3 separate regions of the Mus musculus genome follow, and all the other regions are linked to region 1. A link is a contact called in public HiChIP or PLAC-seq and promoter capture Hi-C data. All regions are on one chromosome and are shown on one strand. Each heading gives the region's core, a stretch centred on a gene start, on an enhancer-like site or on the middle of the called end of the contact. The rest is flanking DNA. Distances are from core to core; before and after follow the strand shown.

Region 1 (4,403 bases), core at 1,237-3,736:
GAAAAAGAACCAAAAAAAGAAAAAAAACAAAACAAAAAACAACAACAACAAAAGATGGAAATTAACAGGGCAGTCAGAATTAAATGTTAAACATTATATCTTCCCCTTTCAAAAAGAGACATTACCTAACATATAATGTAGTAGTAACAGTTAACACAGCATCTCATTTAACTTAGGTAGCTTCTACTTTACAGGAGAAATTAAAACTGGAAGGAAGCTAATCTGTCTATGGGGCATAATCAATACACAGAGGGAGGAATTCAAGCAGGGCTTGCCTGACCCAGAACCACAGCTATCTATCTATCTTACACAGAAAATAATAAAACATTAGGAGTCTCTGAAAAACAATCGCTTCATGATGGGACAGTATCACTTTGGTGGTAAGGTTAACTATTATGGATAGAAACAGGTATCACAAGTGATATATTTACATGACAATTTATTGCCCATAATATTCTGGAGTCTCAGCATGGCCTTGGCACCAGTGCTCTTTAGTCAAAGCTATGTGTTACACAGGCCACCACTAGTCACTGACCCTTTTTAACACTGTAATGAGCCTAGACTCAAGAACAGTAGCTTCAGACCCCAAATGATTATTTCTTCCTCTAGGTGAACCGTTGGAGAAAGGAATAGTTCTTAGAAAATGTTCCATGTAGTAATTTGGAGAAATAAAATAAAAATCATCCCGTTGGGAGCCTGTCCACTTAACTGTGACCGTCCCCAATGGACATGAGCCCTTCTTTGCTAAGATGGAGCCATACCATATATAGGGACAAAAGCTAAGGACAGAAACAGCTTTTGGTGGCGGGGTGCTAGCCACCACTGTATGCTTCTTTGTAACTCTGGTCTGGCCTTTACCAAACTACAGGACAAACTTAGGTATAACTAAGTTGAAGAAACAAGAAGGGCAAAGACCTTTAAACCACCTTGGCACAATTTCTAATAGTTCATTTTCTAAAATACCACAATGTAAATAAAATTAGTGGCATAACGGACTGCTGTAACTTTCTCGCTTGATGTGGCTGTTTGCATAGGGTCTCATGATGTAGCTCTGACTGGACTCCAAACTTAGGATATCTCTTGCCTCAGCCTCCTGAGCATTGCTGTTACAGGTGTGAGACATCCATAACTATCCTGTATCTAAATTTTTACTATTCATAAGTAGTTGGGATAAAAGTCTTTGCAGCAGTCATAAAATCATGCACTCCAACTGCTCTCTAACCCTACACCTCGTCCTTCCTCCACGACCTGTGCGCTTTCTTCATGCAGGTCTAGTAACTTCTCTTGGAGTGTTTTGTATGGGTTATTGCTACCCACTTGTTTTCACATGTCAACACTTAGTACTATGAAGTCACAGTTAAATGATTCGGTCAAGATTCCAGATCTAGAAAATACCTCACCTTACTCTAACCTCATTATGTATAAAATTCCATAACGAGTGAGTACTTTTTACGCTGTTATTCGTCGAACTCAGTACCCGGAAGTGCTAGAATGGACCGAAAGGCTTGCTCAAAGGGGTATGACACTAAAATCTGTACTGCCAACAATTCCCTCAGAAGATGCTGTTGATGGAGAGCAAACCCAGGACCAAGGCAGGAGCACTTGCTCTCCTGGAATGTACCAGAACACTAGAAGATCCGAAGCAGAATCAGTAATAGAAGCAGGAAGAAGGTAAATGAGGTTAGGACGTTGGGATGAAAAGTAGAGGGGGAAAAAAAAAAAAAAACAAAAAACCTGGCACCATGCCCCCCCCCCCAAAGAAAACCTGGTGTCATGAAGCTACTGAAAGGGACTTTTATAAATGAGTCTGACAACTGAATCTTAACCGTGCAATAATTAGATATTACAGTTGTTATTGTTGTTGTTGTTGTTTTAAATAATGCCTGTTTTGGAAAAACGGAAAGGCATGTGTGAAAAGAGAAGAGGTGAAGTCCCTCGGGTGTATGTCTGTCCTCTATTCTGTGGTACAGACAGCCTTACAGAGGTTAGGATGGGTCTGTGTGTTTGAGACAGAAGTGGCCGCCCCCCCAACCACCTGCCACTGCAAGCTCTGTGCAAGCTGATGCAACTTCGCCTCAAACTTCCTGAAGTCGGAGGAACCTCGCAAAAGCCTATCCGGGCAGCCTAGATCTCCATGAGCCAGGGAAGCGGTACCGGTGCGACTGCCCCTGCGACCCCATCCCGGCCGGCCGGAGGGGAGAAGAAGACCCGGACCCGGCGGGCCGGCTCCTCCGCCCGGTCCCTAAGCAGCACTTCCGCCCAGCGGACCCTGGCTGGCCCCATAGCAGCGCTTCCGCCCGGCCCGCAGCGGCCCGGATCTCAGCCCCGGCCCCGCCATCCGTGGTCCCGGGAAGCCGCAACACACGCCGCACAAAAGCGATGCCATACACTCAGCTGAAGAGACGCGGAAACTCACTCTCTCTAAGACCCGCTTGCGTCCTCACGTACTCCCGCGCTCGTGCGTCACTACGTCTGGACGCCGAATCCGGAGACTCAACTTCCGGCACGGACGCCGATTCCGCAGGCTCCACTTCCGGCGGCCTAGGGAAAGGAGCGGCAGTCTGCGCATGCTCCGTGCTTCGTACTGCCTTTTCGGCTTCCTCTAGCTAATGCGTAGCGCTCATCCTATTCAACCCTTAGCAACAAGGGTGTCGGTGTGCTTTTACAGCCATAACTAACTAATAATCACTTACCACGCGCACAGCGCATGAGTCGCCTATGGCCAGCTCCCTCAAGGCCAAAGTTTCTTCCCGGTGCAGTGTAGTCTACCAAGTGGACGGTGGAGACAGTAGCTGTTCCCAATGGGCCTCAGGAGAGCTGCTTATCCCAGAAAGTAGGCCGGCGAAACAGGGCCACGGTGTACATTTCATTCCCCAAGCACAAACACGAGGCCACACTGCTTAGCCTGTTTACTGCTTTAAGGGCTCGTGAGAAAAGGTTTTTGTGACTTAGGTCGTTTGATGCAATTTTCTCCTTCTAACGTGGAACCAGTTTCATGGGCAGCTTCTTCTAAAGGCAATGCTGCATTTGTGTCCTACAAGAAAACGATGTTTGGTGTAATTATTTTTCTAGTAATTAGAGGAGAGCTCCACCTTTTCAAGGCATGAATTGGGTGCAGGTATATTTACCAAAAGGCTTAGTAGCCACGTCTAGTTAGCATATTAAAAACTTCCCAGTCCCCCAAAAGTTAATCTTCTATTGTATAACAGAAGAAATTCTCCTAAAAAATTTTCCCTTGTAGTTGGAATTTGAATGAAAATTTCCCACACTATTAGGAGATATAGATGAGAATTTCAAGTGACAAAATTCTTAGCAAATTCAAGAATGAATTCTTATAATTTAACCCCTTTCAGGTATAAAAAAAAGTGGGGGGGTATGTAAGTCCAAGACTGACATTGCGAAACTGCATTCCTGGAAATGGAACCCAAGTGAGTAGGGGGAACTAAATTGCATGTAGAAATATATCTCCTTAGGAAGAAAACATGAATGCAATTTCTCAAAAGGAGAGGTCTCTATTTGTTCTTCCCACCAATTCTATGCATCCATTCCATTAATATACTCTTGCTTTATATTCTCTGTCAGTCTACCCCTTTCTATACTTACACTGTTTTTGTTATTATCTTGTTTTTAAGTGCAGAAGTGACTTTAAAAGAGCCGCAAATCAAGTCTCAAATCAGTAATCTCAAAAAAAATGCAATTGTAAATAGACAGGGCTTAGGAATGTTCTTGGGGAGCAGGCTGTGATGGTGAACACTAATGACCCCACAGTTTGAAGGTAGAGACAGGAAGATTGGGAGTTCAAGGACAGCCTCAGCTATATAACTTCAAGACCAGCTTAGTCTATATGACATCCTGAATCATAAAAAGTAAAGAAAAAAAACATTTTAATCCTATTTTAAATATGAGTAAAATGTTTCATTGGCATATAAGAGGACAGAGAAAAACCATTTTTTTAATGACCTCACCAGACATAGGGGCAAACACCTGTAATCTCTCCACTTGGAAAATAGATGCAAGAATATCAGGAGTTCCCATTATCTGGGTAATAATTTCCTAGCCTAAACTTTAATAGAGGGACAGTCAGAATTCTTACATGTAAACAAAGCTTAAAATTACTAAAGACTCAAAGCCAGACTAAGTCCTCTAACGTTTTTGTAGAAAAGCAAGTCATTGTTACATTACCTTGTAAAAATTATAATTTTTAAGTTCTCAAAAGTATTTTACTTGTCAGCTAAGATATTATTATGCATATTCCATTTAGTATATGAAATATATTTATGGTGTGCAGTTTTAAATTGTATCTAACCCTTGAGGGACAAGCAACAATTCTTAGCCATTTGACTCAAATTAATGTTCATAAAATATGGTGCCTGTGTTGAAACTGGGGGTTTGGTTACCTCCTT
Region 2 (4,403 bases), core at 1,406-3,905, 1.7 Mb after region 1:
TATTAATTTTTAATAGAACTTTAAGGGAAATTTAGATAGCAAATGTAAAATATGGTACATATCTTAGTAAATGAAAAATTCAATGTCCTCTGTATGATTGCTGGTTGGCTGGTCTTGATTTAAGTATAAGGCTTTGGGTAGGATAGTTTTTAAATAAAACAAGTCTATATTTTGCTGGTATCTAGTGGTTCATCTACTATGCTGATATATTTTATGTGCTTGATCTTTACAACAACATGCTTTTTTATCCACCCTGATTAACTTCAGCCAAGATTCCTATGGCTTGCTCAAGTCACAGGGCTGGTAGGTATGAGATTCTAAAACTTCCCACCAGAGTTTCCAGTTGGAATCCTTTGCTACAACCATCATATCAAGACAGGGTATAAGTAACTCACCAGATGTTTGTGGCTCCCTACAAAGCTAAAAATAGTTCAGTTATTAAATCGCTAATTGTGCTTCTCTGTGTTGCTGGCATGGCTTCTATAACCACATGCCCAATCTGTAATTATTTTCTCTGGTCTCTTTTCCCCAGTGTTTTGTGTATCTTTTGTTGTAATTACTTGAATCTGTTAGTGGTTGAAATTCTATGTGAAGCCCCACTGTGATATTTCTGGGCTTCCTCTCTGGTGGATTTTCAAAGGGTAAACAATTTTAAAATCAAATAACTCCCCAGTGTTTAATGAAGGCTTTATTCTTTTGAAGAATCAAGTTCATCCTTTTACCATGATGAAAGCAACACATGTTCTTCCAAAAACATAAAAACAGCAACATCCTCAATATCCCAGTACCCCAATGCAATAAGCTAATGATGTTTGAGTCTTTACAATCAGTTCTCTTTATAGTTTTAAAGTCAGCGTAGTTATTCTATTACATAATATTTATTCTCATCTTCATTAAACAATAATAAATAAGCATTTTGTTTTTATTATAAATTATAGAAAAACAATTTTAATAAGTGTTCATTATTTTATAGGTATCATCGTATAATTTCTGAATCAGACCATATCCTGGCAGCCTAACAACTTCTTAGAAACCTAGGTAGTATAGATTGTAGTTCTAATCTCCTATATGGATCTATAAATATCATCAAGATTACCTTGCACTGCTCACGTTCTGAGACAGCATCTCTGTTCTTCCTTTTGAAGCAACACTTGAACTATGGACCTTACCTTACTTAGGTTTTCAACAACAAAACAACCCCAATTATATGCACAATATTGACAACTAACTAATTCTCATGAAGCCCTGAAGAATTTAGAAAATCCATGGCATGTAGCATATAGTTCCCCACTGGTTTCTTCCAGACCCTGTCCTAGTCTTAATGTCATTTCTAAAGCACATTACAGATAGATGCCTTTGTCCATTACCCATGATTCTCAACAATTACTTCTATTGAAAGGCTGACTTAGTGTCTTCACTGGCTAGGAACAGCCACTGTCAACCTTACCTACTTTTCTTGTCACCCCTAGATGAAGTTGAATACATTTCTCTTTGGATTTTATATGTGTTTATTTCCCTCATATTGAATCTAGGTTATCTCTGGACCTGGAAGAAGGGATATACACTTAATTATGGAACACACATTTATTGAATGTGTCCTGTACATATTACAAGTACATTACAGGTGCTTTCAAGCTGCAACATGTAAAAATGGTAAACCAGTCTTTATCTACTTAATATTTAAGAAAACAGTATTACAGACCTAGTATTGTTCTAAGCACAACATCATTTCATCCTCCAAGATAGCCTCTACTAAATCACTTTACAAACATATATACTAAAGCATGAGGAATTTAATCACCATGCACAAAGTCTCATAGCTCATGGGGATGAAGAAAGCATTCTCCCTGTGTTTCATAGAAGGCCAGCAACCACATCCTCCCACAGACTTTGAACTTAGCTAAAACAAGGCTAGATAGGCTAGGTTAATTTCTAGTTGGACTGTACTTTTTATTCTGGAAAACATTTGTCAATTTAGTCATATTTCAAATGCTTATTTTCTTTAGCATTGTTTCTTTACCCAAATGATGAAAAGAATCCAGATGTTTGTGCTGCTATCCTTTACTCTAGAAATGAAACAACCCCAGTTAAGAAATGAACAGTCTACTTATCTCAGGCCAATCGAATAGTCCTGACAGACTGGACAGTTGCCATGTCAGCTTTACAACTCTGGGCTTAGACATGGTGTTAGCTTACCATTAGAAGTCATGGTTAAGTCCAGAGGAAGGAAACTTTTGTTTTGGTGACAGGGGTCCATCCTAATGCTGTGAAGTTGATGTGAAGGGGAGCTGTGGATTTGGTGAACCCGATCAAACAAATCTCTTAATAGTACATGAGAAGAATAGGGCCTGTTACCACTGTGGTGCAACATCCCCCTGCTGCATAATAACAGGTGCTGGTGGTGGGTTCTTTTCCCAGGAGCAGTGACTTTAGAATGGTTAATGAAATTCATTACTCATTTACAAGAAAGGGTAAGAGGAAAAAGCACCATAAAAACCCAATTCAATTCAGGGTAATCTTGGCACACACCTTATCCCACTTGGTATACGCCAAAAGAAACAGGCCCATTAAATTCAGGAGGGACAGCTCTATCCTTGTTAAGGCCATAAATCAGCTCTGCTCACTTCCCAGTTCCATTCTGTGTCTCTACCCAGAGCCAAGAGTGACAAAAGAACTGATTCCTCTATCCTTGAGTGTGTCTTTCTCTTTATACAAGACGTTGAACAGACAGGTCACTTATTTTAGGGACAACTGTTGCCTGTCTACCCTTGGGCTCTCACCACAATAGACACAGACCATCTCTCCATGCAGGTTCTGTTAAATCTCAGCTTCTAAGTGTTCGAGAATCTATTAGTGCCCTTTTGGGTTGTTTGGTTGTAACTGAGTCTTCTGTATCTCAGACTGGCTTTCAACTCAGCAGCATAGCTTAGGATTACCTTGAACCCCTGTTCCTTCTACTTCTATCTCCCAAGTGCTAGGATTATAGGTTTGTATCACCACACCCAGTCTATGCAGAGGTGAGGATAGAATGCATGGACTCACACATGTTCAGCAAGGACTCCACCAATCAAGCTCTATCTCTTGCCATCTTAATGCAATTTACTTCCTAAAATCATATTTTAAAAAACTACAAATAGTGGAGTATCTTGAGTGATACACATTAAGAAAAATTCCTGGAAAGACAAAAGTTTACTAATGTATCCCTCAGTCAAACATTACTGAGCGCATATTCTAGATTTGAGATTCCCCATGTAAATAACCTCAATGCAATATCTTATTTCTATGCAAATAATCTCAAAGCAATAAGAAAGGACTGAGGGATATTATTCACGAGTTCCCTGCTGTGCCAGATACATAAAACTGTCTTTAAAAATGTTTGTAGTCTATACTATACTTTATTGATCTATCAAGAATAGTTTGTGGTTTGACTTGTAAATTGTTATATCAGTAACTTTAGACTCTGGAACTGTGATGTGCCTACAATAGTAAGTTAAGTTAGATCAATTTTACCTAGAGTTTGTATTTCAGTGAAAAGTCTTCTCAGAAATATCCTTTTGCCTCCAATTTCTTCTTTATGCATGCTTGGGAGAAGTGTAGCTGTATGTGCAGGTGTATATGAACATGTGTGCATGAGAAAGACAAAAGACAATGTCAGATGTGATCTTCATGGATACCAAGCATCTCCTTTGAGACAAGGTTTTTTATTGGGCTCAGCAATTAGGCTAGCCATGGTCACTGATTTCCAAGGATGCTGCTGTCCTTGCCACCCTCAAGCAGAGATTGCAAGTCAGCAATCAATATTATACCCAGCACTTTAACATAGCTTCAGGGGGCAAACTCAGAGCCTACTGTTGCAAGGTAGGCACTTTATTTAGTAAAACAACCCCTTAGCCCTGTTTTCTGTATTAATGTGCAAGTTCAGGACTAATGAGACATAACATTTTTTTTAAAAATGGAGCAAGACTATAGAAACCCACTCCTGACATGCTGTTTCCCTTTACACTGCTGGGTTGCAATGCACGCACACTCCTGCACTCCTGTTCACACTGGACTTAAAAGAGAAAAAGAAAAAGATGTTAGTAACCATTTCACAGGCCATTTCAGTGAGTACTGACCAGCGCTGCATACTTAGATGTGGAAACTAGTGGAGGAAAGGGATGTAAATGATCCACAAGCCTATGGCAGGGATGAGCATTTTCTGATTGGTTTCAGTGTACATTTTTGTTTTGATTTTTACATACATATTAATGTAAGGTCAAAGGGAGAGACAGACAGAAAGACATGAATAGAAAGATGGATGGACAGATAGATGGACAGCAAAAACAGATGTAAGGAAGGAGAGCATGGACAGATAGATAGACAGCAGACAGATGTTAGGAAGGAGAGAGAGAGAGAGAGCAGAT
Region 3 (4,403 bases), core at 1,143-3,642, 1.0 Mb after region 1:
ATGACCAATCAGCCCTTTCATCCTGTAACCCCCAAAAAGGTCTGACGAAATTCACACAGCCTATAGACAGATTTACTTCCTGTCTCCTGCCTGGCATGTTCCTATCATGTAAATGAAGCATTCCCACTCTAGCCAATGATGTCTATCAACCTGGAAGGCCCAACCTACTCCCCAAGTTCTCCATAACCCTTGTTCACAGAAAATAAAGTTGAGCTGCCTCAGTGAAGCTGATCCCAAAGTCAATCCATCCATTCTTGGAGATCACTGGAGCTATGCTTATAATCAGCAGGTTTTAAAACTAATGACTAAACCTACAGAACTCTGATTATTGTTCAATAGAATGGGATTTAAATCATATCTCTGGGCCTGGGAGGGAGGCATGACATAGTGAACTTTTGAACCTCTAAAAGTCCACTAACACGTAACTACCTATACCTTACATGATTACTCTCTAGCCAAGGACTTTTTATTTGAAGGGCATCATTATTTCCCTTAGTAAGAGTCAGTTTAAAAGGGTCTGCCAGCTTTTTAGACAGGGAAAGTACTCCAAAGAAAAATTGCGTGCTCTAGAGACTTTAAGAGCTATATGAAGCCAGCTGTAGTGGTTTGTGAGAGTTCTGAGTCTCTGGCATTTGAATATTTGGTCCCCAGTGGGTGGCACTGTTTGAGCAGTCTTAATAGATGTGGCTTTGCTGACAGCAGCATGGGAGTGGAAACAGACTCAAGAGTCAGTCATTGCCAGTTGATTGTCTCTGCTTCTTGCTTGCAGTTTAGTATGTGAACACTTAGCGCCCTCACCTGACTGACTACTGATTGTCAGGCTTCCTTGTCATAATGGACTTTTATCTGTCTAGGACCATAAGCCCGAGGAAGCCCTCCTTCTGTAAGTTGCTTTGGTTATGGTATTTTATCACTATAATAGAAGAGTATTAATGCACTAGCTGAAATATAAGTGGAGAGTATTGTCTCTTTGTTCATCATATACTTCTATACCTTTCCTCTGGGGGGGGGGGAGACTTTCTGCTCTTTATGTCTCTCATGAGTTCTTTCAATAGAGAACACAAGAGTGGAAGTTGAGAGTGATATGACAGAGATAGAGTCACATTGCTAACCTCATTTCACCCTTGGGGATACTAGTCAAAGTTGGGACACTGTTTAGTTGAAGTCCTGTTGCAATTCATACTCCCCTATGCAAATTTCATTTAAGAATGATGAACACAAATATAACACCCAAGAAAATCTGCATGTTTAATAAGCCAATGAGCAAAAGAGAATGTGGAGAGCAGTTGAGAACCGAAGTATGAAGAAGGCAGCTTTGTGTACGGCATGGCTTTAATAAGACAATCTGGGCTTACACCTTAGCACCATGTGACTAGTGTCAGATTTGAATTACAGAGACACTCTGGCTTCAGCTTCCTCACTAATAGACATATTATGACTTCTTACTAGATATGATATTAAGAGCACAAAGTAGATATGATATGAACATGGTAATACAGAATCCTGAGAGCTGTGGCAGTTGCAGGAGGATCACGAGTGCTGCTTAAGATATCTGTTTTGTTTAGCAAGGTGGTTCAACCCGAGGGGTAACGTTTATGTGTCACACAGAATAGAAGGGAACGACTAACGCCCCTTAGTGTTTCTTCAGAAAAGCATGCACCACGGGACCATATTATTCAAATAAAGCAAAAGTTCTCAATGGTGGGTCTCAACTTCTTTGGGGGGTCGCAAATCAGGTATCCTGTGTATCAGATATTTACATTAAAATTTCTCACAGCAGGGAGACTATAGTTATTGAAGTAATAGCAGAATAATTTTATGGTTTGGGGTCACCACAACATGAGGAACTGTACTAAAGGGTTACAGCATTAGGAAAGTAGAGAGGCACTGGAATAAAGTGCAGAACAACTGTGAGCAAGTGTTGTGTACAAACATTTCTTCATATTCTACTGGTCACCTAAGTCGAAGGAAAGCTTACCCAGTAGCTAGAGAGAGCTTCTTCTTTTTCTTTCTTTTTTTTTTTTTTTTGAAACATTCTTAAGCTACTCATTTCAATGACATTAACAGAAGGAAAAAAATCAAGAAGTTATTCTTCCATTTATTGAATTAAGCTCCCCACCCCTGCACTTTAATTTAATTAAAGAAGGGCAATGCTTTTTTTGTTTTTTGTTTTTTGTTTTCTCTCAAGACTCAGGTTGAACAGAGATAATTAAATGAAGGGAAGAAGTCATACAGCCCAATGCAGTTACCTTCATCTATCCATAAAAATGTGCAGCACACAAGGGGCGTTGGATACAGTTGCTCATTTTCCTCACTCAGGAGGTGTGTTTACAAGTAAGACTTTAAAAGCAACCCTGCCTTTGAAGAGCTGGTTGTACTATACATTTCGGTTGCTAGGGGGAGCCATGTATCCACTTTATTTGTTAAAGTTCTCCAAGCAGTGTGGGGCAGGCTTGTTGAAGCCCCATTGGTTTCTGTTGTTAAAGGTGTATTCCACAGAGTGCATGCTGGTGTTTAAAGAAAACAATGTATTTGAATCAGTGATACATCTTAAAGCATATGCTGACCATTCTGACCATAGCATCTTCTTTCTCCTAACCACAAAAGTTGATAGCATCCTAGATAGCTGTAGAATTTCCATTGCATTCATTTGTCATTTAATCTAGATAGGACAATAAATAACAGTAGATGACAGGGGAGCTGAAATGACACTGGTAGTCAGTTTCCACTTACATTTTATCCAAACCACACATGATAAATACAGGACAAGAAAAAGTCACTACCCTAGCAAATTCTGAGTGTTTAATTTCTCACAGGATTACATAGGAATACTGGGGTGAACTAAGTCACCCATCTGCATCCAACTTCTTTGTTACATCAGTGGCCAGAAGTCTCCTCTCAAAATTTTCCAGCAATCCGAAAAATTTGAGTATTTGAGAGAGTAAAATGATGTATGGCAAGAAGAGAAAGAATAAATATTATCCCTAATCCTTTTCATATATAAAAATACATTTATATTTAGTACACAATAATATTATATCAGTTATAATAATATAATTGATATTTTAAATTTGAAATTATATATAATTTATATAATATACTTATATAATATAAATGTATATTATTTTTATATAATATGAATCATATATTTATAATCACACTGATTCTCAACAATACTATTAAACAAATAATACTTCCCATACTCTACAGATAAAAAAACAGGCTCCCTGGAAAAAAGAAGAGTGACGCATTTAAGCGTTTCAGTTCATAACTTCTAGCATCCCATAAGCAAGACACGCTGGACAGCTTGTGTCAGCCAGCTCACACTGGCATTCTCTCTTGCCACATGGGGGAGTAAGAGCACCTGTTTGATATAGAACAGAACAGAAAGGCTCCACCCATGTCCTTGTACATCCTACAGGCAAGAAGCAGAGATAACAATAAACAGCATGGGATCGTCACTGTGAAAACTTCACCTCAGATCCTCCCATAACATCTGTGCCTTTCACACACTAAAGAATATTCTTCAGCTACTTTATAATTTTTCCATTGCCTTAGTTTTGACTTCTGATGATAAGGGTATAAAGGACACATCCAGGTACAGAGAACTAGCAGCTAGCAGACACCCTCAGAGTCCTTTGACCTAAGTGCCACCCCATGGGTTTGAATCTTCTTAGACGGAGTTGTAAATTGCATCAATCTGCCTCATTCCTGGTAGCGATGGAGATGGATAATAAGTGTGTTGGGGACAGGTATGAGTTTGTAGTTTCTGCTCAGTAGCAGATTTCTTGAGATGCTTGTTATGAGACTGTTAAACTTAAAAAGTGGCCTCTAAATATCTGGTCCTTAAAGCATAATGACCATACAAATCTAAATAATATGCTAAAATATCCTGTGACACCAATGTTTATAAAATGTAATCAGAATTCCTGCATGAACATAGAAATCAAATAATTCCAACATTTCAACATCCAGCTGGCATTGAAAAGTAATCTTTCACATATTTAAATCTGACTTTAATTAAATACAATAGAATGCCTTACAGAAAACTCAAGCCTTGCATGTTTTTTAACCAATAAGACAGAAGTATTGAGAGCACATAGAAAGTATTGGGGATTTTCATACTTGCGTTATACTAATGCAACATCGTTATAATGTATAGCTATAGGTTAATTTAGTCACCGGTAGTCTTATTACTAACATTAATTTATTCCATATTTCACAAAGCTAGATACAATCTTCAACAAATTTCATGGAAATAAATGTTATTTATGGAAAATAGGCTTTGCAAATACAATTTATTTTTCAGCTGGAAATTAGTTCACGAGAAATAATTCCCCAACGTGAGCTGACTTTGTGTAATGATCTTTGTGGTTGTTTTGATGTCCCTCTTTTGGGGCTTT

What was found. Promoter capture Hi-C pulls out the DNA fragments that hold promoters and counts their contacts. HiChIP or PLAC-seq counts read pairs in DNA pulled down with a chosen protein or histone mark.
Region 2: an H3K27ac HiChIP or PLAC-seq map of stem cell-derived neural progenitor cells shows a contact between it and region 1, with 4 times the contacts expected there. The contact joins the enhancer-like site here to the promoter of Rhbdd1 in region 1. A contact is called at or near these places in 1 of 39 promoter capture datasets (hippocampal neurons), 1 of 484 Hi-C or Micro-C datasets (B cells) and 2 of 115 datasets of contacts at active chromatin or transcription factors (large pre-B cells and stem cell-derived neural progenitor cells).
Region 3: a contact with region 1 is called in a promoter capture Hi-C map of second pharyngeal arch cranial neural crest. The contact joins the enhancer-like site here to the promoter of Rhbdd1 in region 1. A contact is called at or near these places in 6 of 39 promoter capture datasets (cranial neural crest, embryonic stem cells, frontonasal cranial neural crest and 3 more), 1 of 15 datasets of contacts at CTCF or cohesin (stem cell-derived epiblast-like cells), 14 of 484 Hi-C or Micro-C datasets (the G1E-ER4 cell line, cochlea, embryonic cerebral cortex and 9 more) and 15 of 115 datasets of contacts at active chromatin or transcription factors (the NIH/3T3 cell line, Th17 cells, acute myeloid leukemia and 12 more).

The regions. Positions count from the first base shown.
Region 1 is chr1:82,314,662-82,319,064 of GRCm38.p6, reverse strand. It overlaps Rhbdd1 (rhomboid domain containing 1), which reads right to left and starts at 2,486. Exons shown (of 7, transcript NM_029777.3): 1 at 2,417-2,486.
Region 2 is chr1:80,650,468-80,654,870 of GRCm38.p6, reverse strand. All of the region lies in intron 1 of Dock10 (dedicator of cytokinesis 10), which reads left to right. Among named protein-coding and RNA genes, the nearest start is that of Dock10, 110 kb to the left of the region's middle. Within about 2 kb of position 2,655, at least 7 of the 459 cell types and tissues checked have an H3K27ac peak or open chromatin away from gene starts, as enhancers often do. A contact at or near this core is called in stem cell-derived neural progenitor cells, where this site is marked.
Region 3 is chr1:81,299,885-81,304,287 of GRCm38.p6, reverse strand. The region is part of intron 6 of Nyap2 (neuronal tyrosine-phophorylated phosphoinositide 3-kinase adaptor 2); the gene reads right to left. Among named protein-coding and RNA genes, the nearest start is that of Nyap2, 220 kb to the right of the region's middle. Within about 2 kb of position 2,392, at least 19 of the 459 cell types and tissues checked have an H3K27ac peak or open chromatin away from gene starts, as enhancers often do. A contact at or near this core is called in second pharyngeal arch cranial neural crest, where this site is marked.